Regions from separate parts of the Capra hircus genome. Here region 1 is linked to region 2. The links are chromatin contacts, called in public Hi-C maps. All regions are on one chromosome and are shown on one strand. Each heading gives the region's core, a stretch centred on a gene start, on an enhancer-like site or on the middle of the called end of the contact. The rest is flanking DNA. Distances are from core to core; before and after follow the strand shown.

Region 1 (6,133 bases), core at 3,556-6,055, 94 kb after region 2:
AGAGGCATCTGGATTAGAAAGGAAGAAGTTAAAGCTGTATCTATTTACAGATGACATAATCTTGTATCTAGATTCCTTCTAAGGTATTCACCGCGAAAACAAAACACCTGTATGAGATAATAAACAAATTCAGTGATACTGCAGGATACAGGGGATTCCCAGGTCACGCAGTGGTAAAGAATTCGCTTGCCAGTGCAGCAGAAGCAAGAGACATGGGTTAGATCCCTGGGTAGGGAAGATCCCCTAGAGTAGGAAATGGCAACCCTTTCCAATATTCTTCCTTGGAAAACTTCATGGACAGAGGAGCGGCCGTGGGGTCTCAGAGTCAGACGTGACTGAGCACGCACACATACACACGCAGAGGATACAAGATAAATATAAAACTTATTTTGTTTCTGTATACTAGCAATGAATAATTTAATATTTAAATTAAGAAAATAATTCCATTTACTTCAAAGCATCAAAAAGAATAAAACAATTAGGAATAAATGTAACCAAAGAAGTACAAGCCTATCACAGTGAAAACTAAAAGAGATGGAAAGAAATTGAAAGAAAATGAAATAAACAGAAAGCTACCCATATTCATGGATTGGAAGACTTAATACTGCCAATATGGCACTATTCCCCTCACTTGGTCTAGAGATTCAGTTCAGTTTCTGTCAAATCTAGCTGGTTCTTTTGTAGAAATTGAAATGCTGATCCTAAAATTTATTCTTTGATGTCCTGTGCTTTGTAGGATATTTAGCAGCATCTCTAGGCTCTACCTTGAGAGTCCTTTGACCTTACTCTTGAGAGTCCGTCTGACCGCTAGGAGATCAAAGCAGTCCACCCTAAAGGAAGTCAATCCTGAACACTCATTGGAAGGACTGAAGCGGAAGCTGAAGCTCTGATCCTTTGGCTAAACTGATGCAAAGAGCTGACTTATTGGAAAAGACCCTGATGTTGGGAACGATTGAAGGCAGGAGAGGAAGAGGGGTGACAGAGGATGGGATGGTTGGATGGCATCACCGACTCAGTGGGCATGAGTTTGAGTAGGCTCAGGGAAGTAGTAATGGACAGGGAGGCCTGGTGTGCTGCAGTCCATGGGGTCACAGAGCATCAGGCATGACTGAACAGCAACTGGTTTCTACTTGCTTGATGCCAGTTCTCATCAACTCTTGGGTAAAATGGGCTTTGGAAACTAGAGATTTGGAATCTCCCTCAGGCCTGGAAGCATTATAGGTCAAGGGGGTGTGGGGAGGCACCAGCAGCATCTGCTACAGTTAACCCCTGCAGCACTCGGGTGGGCTTCCCAGGTAGCACTAGCGGTAAAAGGATCTGCTTGGCCGGGCAGGAGACACGGAAAGCAAGGGCTCGATCCCTGGACCGGGAAGGTCCCCTGGAGAAGGAAATGGCAACCCACTCCAGTATTCTTGCCTGAAAAACTCCATGGACAGAGGAGCCTGGCAGGGTACAGTCCATGGGTTGCAAAGAGTCGGACATGACTGAGCACACACATAGCACTCAGAACCATTGTTGTCCTACATTAACTCACTTCATGCGATACTGGTTCTTCCAGGTGACGGCTGGTCACAATTGAAAAAGAATTTAAAAAATCATGATAGAGAGATTAGGGGGACAGCTATATTTCCTATTTCTTAAGATGGTCTTAAGGCCATATTAGACACTCATCTTCTCCCTGCTCTTCCACCCATTTGAGATTCTCCTCACTCTTCCCTGGTGGCTCAGACAGTAAAGCGTCTGTCTACAATGCAGGAGACCTGGGATTGATCCCTGGGTTGGGAAGATTCCCTGGAGAAGGAAATGGCTACCCACTCCAGTACTCTTGCCTGGAAAATCCCATGGGCGGAGGAGGAGCCTGGTGTCCATGGGGTCGCAAAGAGTCGGACACGACTGAGCGACTTCACTTCACTTCACTCTTGGTGAGCAATTTTTTTCCTCTTTTTTTGGCCACACCATGCCACCTGCAGAACTTCCATGACTGGGGATGGAATCTGTTCCCCCTGCAATGGAAGGGCAGGAATTGTAGCCTCCAGAGTTATTTTGACTGGACTACCAGGGAAGCCTTCATCTAGCACTTCTGGTCTGGGCTGCTCACCAGGGGCGGGGGTGACCCAGACTGTGCCCCCATAACTGGGGCCTTACAGGGCTGTCATGGGAATTATCCACTCCCAGTCATGACTTGACGTGGAAGCATGAAGACATGCCCCAGGGAATTCCCTGTGTTTTGCAAACACTCCTTCTTACCTCATTATGTAGACGTAACTGTATCTCCTCATAATAATTGGAGATGAATTACTCTGGCCTATAGCACTTCCCTTTTCCGTCTTCTGGCTTATTGGCACGTTGCTTAGTTGCCAAGTTGTCTGACTCTTTTGAGACCCCATGGACTGTAGCCCGCCAGGCTCCTCTGTCCATGGGATTCCCCAGATAAGAATACTGGAGTGTGTTGCCATTTCCTTCTCCAGGGGATCTTCCCAACTCAGGGACTAAACCCACGTCTCCTGCATCACAGGGGGATTCTTTATTGCTGAGCCACCAGGGAAGCCCCTGTTGGCATGAGGAGCTCAGAATAACCAGGTTTTAGCTACACAGTGGAGTCCTATATCCCCCATCAGGAGACTGAGACTTCTAGTCCAGCCAAACCTGAAGTGCAGATTCCTCAGGGGGACCCTAGGAGTGGTGATGAGAGATGCCACTAGACATCCATCCCTTGGTTCCCAGAACTTTGGGGGTTCTACCAATTGGAATCCAGCACCCCCCTCCCTCAGTATTCACCTATCAACTGGTGCCTTCGCTGTGCTATTTCAGGCCATCTCAATGTTTAATCAAACTGGTAACTTCTAGGTGATGTTCTATACAGCAGGATCACTGGATCCCATGATCACGTGCCCATTGTTGTACCCATTTTGACATAAGATGGAGCCCTTGGTTTTGCGGCATGTATCAGGATTCAATCAGAGAAGCAGAGCCATTGTGAGTGACATAGCGACCTAGGTTTTCTTTTCTTTTTTTGGCCATGTTATGTGGCATTTGGGACCGTAGTTCCCCAACCATGGATCAAACGCATACCCCCGGCACTGGAAGCGGTCTTAACTGCTGGACTGCCAGGGAAGTCCCTCAAGTCTTTTTTATAAAAACTCTTAATCATCTCTTTCCATAAGTAAAATGCCAGAGTATTCAAAGCATTGTATAGCAACAAAAGTTTTAGTAATGTCCCACGCACTATTTGAAACACACTTATACTAAACAATTATTCACTGTTTATGAATTATTCATTACTCACTGAAATGAAAACTGTTTCACTGGGTGTCCTATGTTTTTGTTAAATGTAGCAACCCTAAACGGTATACAGTCTTCAGATACATACCACTTTCTTAATGTTTCCTCATGATACAACCATCTAGGAACCTGTTTTGAAAATACCAGCTAGTTGTGAACCTAAAGAGGGTGACTTGTCTTCCCCTAGTGGCGAATCGAGTCAAGTGGTAATTCAAGGTCGCACTTAATCACTTGAACTGAACACTTACTGTCAGCTGCAAAGTGTAAAAAAAAAAAAAGGTCCTTGTGTTTATGGAGCTTGCCACCTAGAGAAGCGGATGTATTTTGGGGGATGCTATAAAATCTCTCCTAAGGCAGTGTCTCTGACAGACATGAAGGGACAGGTGGGCACAAAGGTGACTTCCACGTATGCACATGGTGGAGGTCTTCCAGGAAGATTTCAGACTGGATGGTGCCCCTTTATTCTGAAACACTCAGAATCATCTTTTTTTTTTTGCTGCTTCACACAGCATGAGGGATCTTAGTTCCCTGACCAGGGACTGAACCTGGGCCCACAGCTGTGAAAAGTTCAGAGTCCTAACCACTGGACCACCAGGAAATTCTCCATGTCTTTTTAAAAGTTAAATTCCAGAGGATTAAAGCATGATAAAATCTGGATCAGACAGTGGTACACAAAAAGGCACGTTGCTATCTTATGATACATTCAAGGCCTAAATCCAGTCTTTTGGAAAAACGGTCCATCTTTCTAATGGAGAGATAGGAAAATGTTTTCTTCTTATTCAGTTATTCACTTTCCCCTCTACTCCTTCTGATGGATCCAGGAAATCTGGGGAAGTAGGACCGTGGAGGGATTGGCAAGTCACTGTAAGGAGAAATGTTTCTTGAGTAACTTTTTTCTGGCTATGCCACACAGGATCTTTCCCAACCAGGGACTGAACCCCTGCCCCCTGCACTGGGAGCTTGGAGTCTACCCACTGGACCACCAGGGAAGAGAGAAATTAGACGTCTAATTTAAAAGTGCTACTGAGAGACGTAATTTTTCCATTTTTTCCCTCTTCCCAGAATATCGACTCTGCCCACTTTTTCACGGTTGGTCAACTACCATGAGCTGCTGACATGAGCTACCACGAAGAAGAAAAAAAACTGGATGTTACCGGTATTTGTCACTAGTGTTAAGTAACAGGGGCGTCTCTTGTGCATCAGAGATGAAATTATTAACATTCACTTCCCTGTACATTTTGGGAAAATATTTGAGGACAGTTACTAAAAACACATGATGAGGATTCTCACTTTGAATGCCAATGGTGTTTAACTTCAGATCAATTTACGTGTGGGACTGGGGAGTCTCCTTCAAGAGCATATCCAGAGAAGAAACGTTGACCAAAGGGAACAGCATGCTTTGAGGGGGCAGGGTCTGCATTACGACTGCAGACTCACTGGCTCAAGGCTGTGTCCGGCCAAGTCTAAACACAAGGTTGTGAAAAAAAAGCAAGGACTGTGTGAGAGCTCCCAGCCCGGGGTGGACCCTTCGGGACCAGCCCGCTCTGCTGCGAACACCTCACGAAGGCAGCAGCCACAGCACCTGTGATGCTTACGTTCAATCAGTTCAAGCAAAACCACCATGGAATCCAAGACTCAGTGTTTATTACAGAAACGGTTAAAACTGTTTAAAAATGAATGGCAGTGGGCATTAAGACAAAGTACACAGGAAGTAAGATACAAACACTGGCAACACTGGCTGTTTTCACAGAAACACTGGAAATATGGCTGTGTCCTTCTATACCTCAGTAAGACATACAAACAGAAACACCCACTTGGTTCAAATTCTAGGTTTCCCTCACTTGACAATTATTTCCTACGCACTTTTTCCACGCGAGGCACCACACTCTGGTAGGTACTGGGGATACAGTGCTAAGTGTTTATTCCTGAGCTCACAGAGCTTCTGGTCCCCTGGGAGGGGCAGACAGACACCAGCTGAAACGAACACAAACATGTCAGGTAATACAAGGGTTACAGGGATGGGGAGGAGGTAGGAAAAGCTTCTGAACACTTCCAAATTCTTAGGAGCAATCTGAGGCTGCTTTGAAGGTAGGTTTGGGGAAAAGATGTTACACAAACTATATATATATATATATACTTAAAAATTTATTTGACAGTGTCGAGTCTTAGTTGTGGCATGTACAATCTAGTTTCCCTGACCAGGTATCAAACCCGGGGCCCCTGCATTGGGAGCTCAGTCTTAGCCACTGGACCACCAAGAAGTCCCTAAACATATATTTTTGAAATAACTTTATATGTTGCAAATTTCTGGTCAAGATTTTGAAGCTCGTAGTTCTAGAGCAGCATTTACCCTTTTCTAATTAGAACCTACGCTAAGTGTTTATGGATGTACTAGTGGCAGTCGGAGAAGGCGATGGCACCCCACTCCAGTACTCTTGCCTGGAAAATCCCATGGACGGAGGAGCCTGGTGGGCTGCAGTCCATGGGGTTGCCAAGGGTCGGACACGACTGAGACACTTCACTTTCACGCATTGGAGAAGGAAATGGCAGCCCACTCCAGTGTTCCTGCCTGGAGAATCCCAGGGACGGGGGAGCCTGGTGGGCTGCTGTCTGTGGGGTCGCACAGAGTCGGACGCGACTTCAGTGCCTTAGCAGCAGCAGCAGTGGCACAGTAGCCAGCATCATGTCTGTACATGTGTGTTTACAGACCCATGTCACTACGTATATATTAATCTATATTACATATGAATACATGATTTCCAGCTGTAATGACACAAATCTTCTACATAAATGCTTAGATTATATCCACCCTCTCCAAGAGCTTTCAGGATCACAGATCTGAGGGAGTTTA
Region 2 (5,378 bases), core at 2,877-5,376:
TGTACATGGCACCGCTGGGGTTGTGCAGAGCACAATCTATACAGATGTACACATGGCTGAGACTATTGGTGCTGTGTTCATCTTTCACTTATAGCATGGGGCTGGCCACTTGAGAAGGGTTTGGGTACCCAGAGTTACACACAGTCACACTGAGGTTCACAGCAACACTTCAGACAGGAGTCAGTCAAGAAGCATGTCAATTTAATTGATGAATTAAATTTTATTCTGGGCCCCTTACTGGCCTGTTGGCAAGGACTCAGAGTCCGATCTGGGCTCATCAGCTCTTGGAGGTCCTAGGTCTTCTCTCTTGCTCTCAGCTACAAACAGGACACTTATTATCCTTAGGGATATGAAATCAAATAGTTCTGTTCACCTGAATGCAAAAATGAAGTAAGTCTAATTCATGTGTGTGTGTGTGCTTGGTTGGTCAGTTGTGTCCAACCCTTTGTGACCCCAGGGACTGTAGCCCACCAGGCTCCTCTGTACACGGAGATTCTCCAGGCAAGAATCCTGGAGTGGGTTGCCATGCCCTACTCCAGGGGATCTTCCCAACCCAGGGATTGAACCCAGATCTCCAGCATTGCAGGTGGATTCTTTGCCATCTGAGCTGCCAGGGAAGCAGTCTAATTCATGTTCGTTATAAATTATTAATTCACAGCACTAATTAATTAAAGTGTAATATAATTACATTAATTGATTACATTAATTTCACTAGTTAATATCTTTTGCACGTGATTATGTTTTATTTTTATTTTTTTTAACACCAAAAACATTTTGTATTGGGGTGTAGCTGATTGACAATGTTGTGAACAGTGAAGGGACTGCACCATACATATACATGTATCCATTCTCCCCAGGACCACCCTCCCATCCAGGCTGGCACGTAAGATTGAGCAGAGTTCCATGTGCTATATAATAGGTCCTTGTTGGCTGTCCATTTTAAATATAGCAGTGTGTACATAACCTTCCCAAAGTCCTTAACTATCCCTTATCCCCCTGGTAACCATGAGTTCGTTTTCCGTGAGTCTCTTCCTGTTTCTTAAGTAAGTTCATTTGTATCATTTCATTTTAGATTCCACATTTAAAGGATGTCATATTACATTTCTCTCAATATGAGACTCTAGATCAATCCATGTTGCAGCAAATGGCCTTATTTCATTCTTTTTAACAGCTGAGTAATATTCCACCAGGCAAGAATCCCTTAGAAGAAATGGAGTAGCCATCATAGTCAACAAAAGAGTCCAAAATGCAATACTTGGATGCAGTCTTAAACTCGACAGAATGATCTCTGTTCGTTTCAAGGCAAACCATTCAATATCAGAGTAATCCAAGTCTATGCCCCAACCAGTAAAGCTGAAGAAGCTGAAATTGAATGGTTCTATGAAGACCTACAAGACCTTCTAGAACTAACACCCAGAAAAGATGTCCTTTTCATCACAGGGGACTGGAATGCAAAAGTAGAAAGTCAAGAGATACCTGGAGTAACAGGCAAATTTGGCCTTGGAGTACAAAACGAAGCAGGGCAAAGGCTAACAGTTTTGCCAAGAGAACACACTGGTCATAGCAAACACCCTATTCCAACAACACAAGAAAAGACTCCACACATTGTCATCACCAGATGGTCAATACCAAAATCAGACTGATCACATTCTTGGCAACCAAAGAAGGAGAAGCTTTATACAGTCAGCAAAAACAAGACTGGGAGCTGACTGTGGCTCAGATCATGAACTCTTTATTGCCAAATTCAGACTTAAATTGAAGAAAGTAGGGAAAACCACTAGACCATTCAGGTAGGACCTAAATCAAATCCCTTATGATTATACAGTGGAAGTGACAAATAGATTCAGGGATTAGATCTGATAGACAGAGTGCCTGAAGAACTATGGATGGAGGTTCATGACACTGTACAGGAGGTGGTGATCAAAATCATCCCCAAGAAAAAGAAATGCAAAAAGGCAAAATGGTGGTCTGAAAAGGCCTTACAAATAGCTGAGAAGAGAAGTGAAAGGTGACGGAGAAAAGGAAAGATCTATCCATAGGAATGCAGAGTTCCAGAGAATAGCAAGGAGACATAAGAAATTCTTCTTAAGTGAACAATGCAAAGAAATAGAGGAAAACAACAGAATGGGAAAGACTAGAGATCTTTTCAAGAAAATTAGAGATACCAAGAGAACATTTCATGCAAAGATGGGCTCGATAAAGGACAGAAATGGCATGGACCTCACAGAAGCAGAAGATATTAAGAAGAGGTGGCAAGAATACACAGAAGAACTGCACAAAAAAGGTCTTATTGATGGTGTGGTCATGCACATAGAGCCAGACATCCTGGAATATGAAGTCAAATGGACCTTCGGAAGCATCACTACAAAGTTAGTGGAGGTGATGGATTTCCAGTTGAGCTATTTCAAATCCTAAAGGATGATGCTGTGAAAGTGCTGCACTCAATATGCCAACAAAGTTGGAAAACTCAGCAGTGGCCACAGGACTGGAAAAGGTCAGTTTTCATTCCAATCCCAAAGAAAGGCAATGCCAAAAAAAATTCAAACTACTGCACAATTGCACTCATCTCACACACTCGAAAACTAATGCTCAAAATTCTCCAATTCTTCAACAGTACATGAACCATGAACTTCCAGATGTTCAAGCTGGCTTTAGAAAAGGCAGAGGAACCAGAGATCAAATTGCCAATATCCGCTGGATCATCAAAAAAGCAAGAGTTCCAGAAAAACATCTATTTCTGCTTTATTGACTACACCAAAAGCCTTTGACTGTGTGGGTCACAACAAACTGTGGGAAATTCTGAAAGAGATAGGAATACCAGACCACCTGACCTGCCTCTTGAGAAATCTGTATGCAGGTCAAGAAGCAACACTTAGAACTGGACATGGAAAAACAGACTGTTCCAAACTGAGAAAATATGTCAAAGCTGCATATTGTTTAACTGCTTGTTAAACAATGCTTGTTTAACTTATATTGAGTACATCATGTGAAATGCCAGCTGGATGAAGCAAAAGCTGGAATCAAGATTGCCAAGAAAAATATCAAGATATGCAGATGATACCACCCTTATGGCAGAAAGCGAAGAACTAAAGAGCCTCTTGATGAAAGTGAAAGAGGAGAGTGAAAAAGTTGGCTTAAAACTCAGCATTCAGAAAACTAAGATCATGGCATCCAGTCCTATCACTTCTTGGCAAATAGATGGGGAAAAAATGGGAACAGTGAGACATACTGTATTTTGGGGGACTCCAAAATCACTGCAGATGATGACTGCAGCCATGAAATTAAAAGACACTTGCTCCTTGGAAGAAAAGCTATGACGAACCTAGACAGCATATTAAAAAGCAGAAACATTACTTTGCCCACAAAAGTCCATCTAGTCAAAGCTATGGTTTTTCCAGTAGTCATGTATGGATATGAGAGTTGGACTATAAAGAAAGCTGAGCACCAAAGAATTGATGCTTTTGAACTGTGATGTTGGAGAAGACTCTTGAGAGTCCCTTGGACTGCAAGGAGATCCAACCTGTCCATCCTAAAGGAAATCAGTCCTGAATATTCATTGGAAGGATTGATGCTGAAGCTGAAACTCCAATACTTTGGCCACCTGATGCGAAGAACTGACTGACTGGAAAAGATCCTGATGCCGGGAAAGATTGAAGGCAGGAGGAGAAGGGGACAATAGAGGATGAGATGGTTGGATGGCATCACCGACTCAATGGACATGAGTTTGAGTAAACTCCGGGAGTCGGTGATAGACAGGTAGGCCTGGCGTTGTTACAGTCCATGGGGTCTCAAAGAGTTGGATACGACTGAGCGACTGAACCGAACTGAATATTCCACTGTGTGTGTGTGTATATATACGTACATACCACATCTTCTTAATCCATTCCTCTGTCAGTGGGCATTTAGGTTTCAGCTAGATATATCTTTGTAAAGAAACCCTGGGGGTCTACCTCACCCCCTTTTTTAAAAATAAATGGGGGAGGGGGCCCAGAGAAGCCCCTCCTGCCTGCATTCTGTTAGCAGATGAGATTTTAGGCAGCACCCTTCTCAGTCTTCCTAGAGCGCCTGTGAGCAGCGCCGACCAGCTCCCTCCACTGGGTGGGTGCTGCCCCAGGTACCCTCTCGGACCTGTGGGTTGGCGCCCTCGTGATGCAGCTGGCCATCCTCAGTCACCAGAGACTGGAAGCAAGGAGAGGGAGGTGACTTCCACCGTGCTGCCATCAGAGGGCTGTGGCTTCTTCGGAGGGCCTGCGAGCACACTGAGGAGCCGGAGGCCTGACCGCTCCACGGGAAGATGCCTCTGTGGGTTCACACTGCCAGCAAACAGCAGGGATGGTTTAGGAGGTTCTTGCCTAAAACACAGGCTTTCTGGGAAAAACGCCTTTATTCTGGAGAGCCCTGGAGCCCCCTAGGGATATACAGTTGTTTTCCGGTAGCCAAAGGCAGTGTAACTTAGTAGCTATGCAGACTTCTAAACATCCTATGAACTGAGATAAATGATGGTGAATGAAATAGAAGTCAACAAAGGCAGATGCCCCGAGCACAGGCTAGGACCCGAGCTGTTCTCCACACTGGCAGTTTCTGAGTGAGAGGGCAGCTGTGGTTTTGCAGTGAGTGAACAAACATCAGCGGGTGACCTATAGATGCGGACAAAGTCTCCCTTCTCTGCCCATCCCTCACCCCCACGTCCTGCCTGGGGTTCTCCCCTCTGCATCCTCATGCCCATCAGCTCCTCATCCTGCTGGCCTTAGTATCACCCAGATCAAGAGGGGCTGCTTCCTCTCCCATGGCCCCGAGGTGAACCCCCTCACCCCCAATGCCCCCTCCACATCCCCCTACCCCCCTCCACATCCCCCTACCCCACAATCACGTCTGCAATCTGCATGCCGAGCACTGTGGGACCACCAGGGGACGCTATTCACAATGAAGGTCCAGGACATCGTATGTTGACTTAAAACTTGGCACAAAACAAAGGGTTATCTGATGCACATAGTAGTCATGTATGAGTTAGCAGTGGCCTTGATCCAACTCTCCCATCATCTCTGGGTGGCCTAGCATTGATCTAGGGCCTATGTTTCTCCATTGGTTTTCCTACACCTAAATGACCTCCAGCCTTTCCTAGTACGTATTTCATAACGTACTTTGTAGAATAACATGCAAGCATCAAATACCCCTCCTCCCATGTAACACATGACCTTTGATTCACACAGTCTCAGCAGCAAATGGGGCGGGGTCTTGTAGGGACCTTCTGTAACTGTATAAATCTAAATAATGGGAGTAAGTCTCTTTACTCCTATACAATGTACACTTCATTGTACAGATCAGAGGTCATCAGACTCTTTCTGTAAGGGTTCAGGTGGTGAATATTTTAGGCTTCG

Evidence for each region. Hi-C and Micro-C count contacts between places; a contact is called where the count stands out from the background.
Region 1: a contact with region 2 is called in a Hi-C map of blood, with 4 times the contacts expected there. The contact joins two enhancer-like sites. A contact is called at or near these places in 2 of 5 Hi-C or Micro-C datasets (both in blood).

What each region holds. Positions count from the first base shown.
Region 1 is chr1:619,111-625,243 of ARS1.2, forward strand. It overlaps IFNAR1 (interferon alpha/beta receptor 1), which reads right to left. Exons shown (of 11, transcript XM_018046572.1): 11 at 4,905-6,133. Among named protein-coding and RNA genes, the nearest start is that of IFNAR1, 31 kb to the right of the region's middle. Within about 2 kb of position 4,806, at least 1 of the 5 cell types and tissues checked has an H3K27ac peak or open chromatin away from gene starts, as enhancers often do.
Region 2 is chr1:525,890-531,267 of ARS1.2, forward strand. It overlaps IFNGR2 (interferon gamma receptor 2), which reads right to left. Exons shown (of 7, transcript XM_018046479.1): 7 at 201-340. The coding sequence ends at 314. Among named protein-coding and RNA genes, the nearest start is that of IFNGR2, 38 kb to the right of the region's middle. Within about 2 kb of position 4,127, at least 1 of the 5 cell types and tissues checked has an H3K27ac peak or open chromatin away from gene starts, as enhancers often do.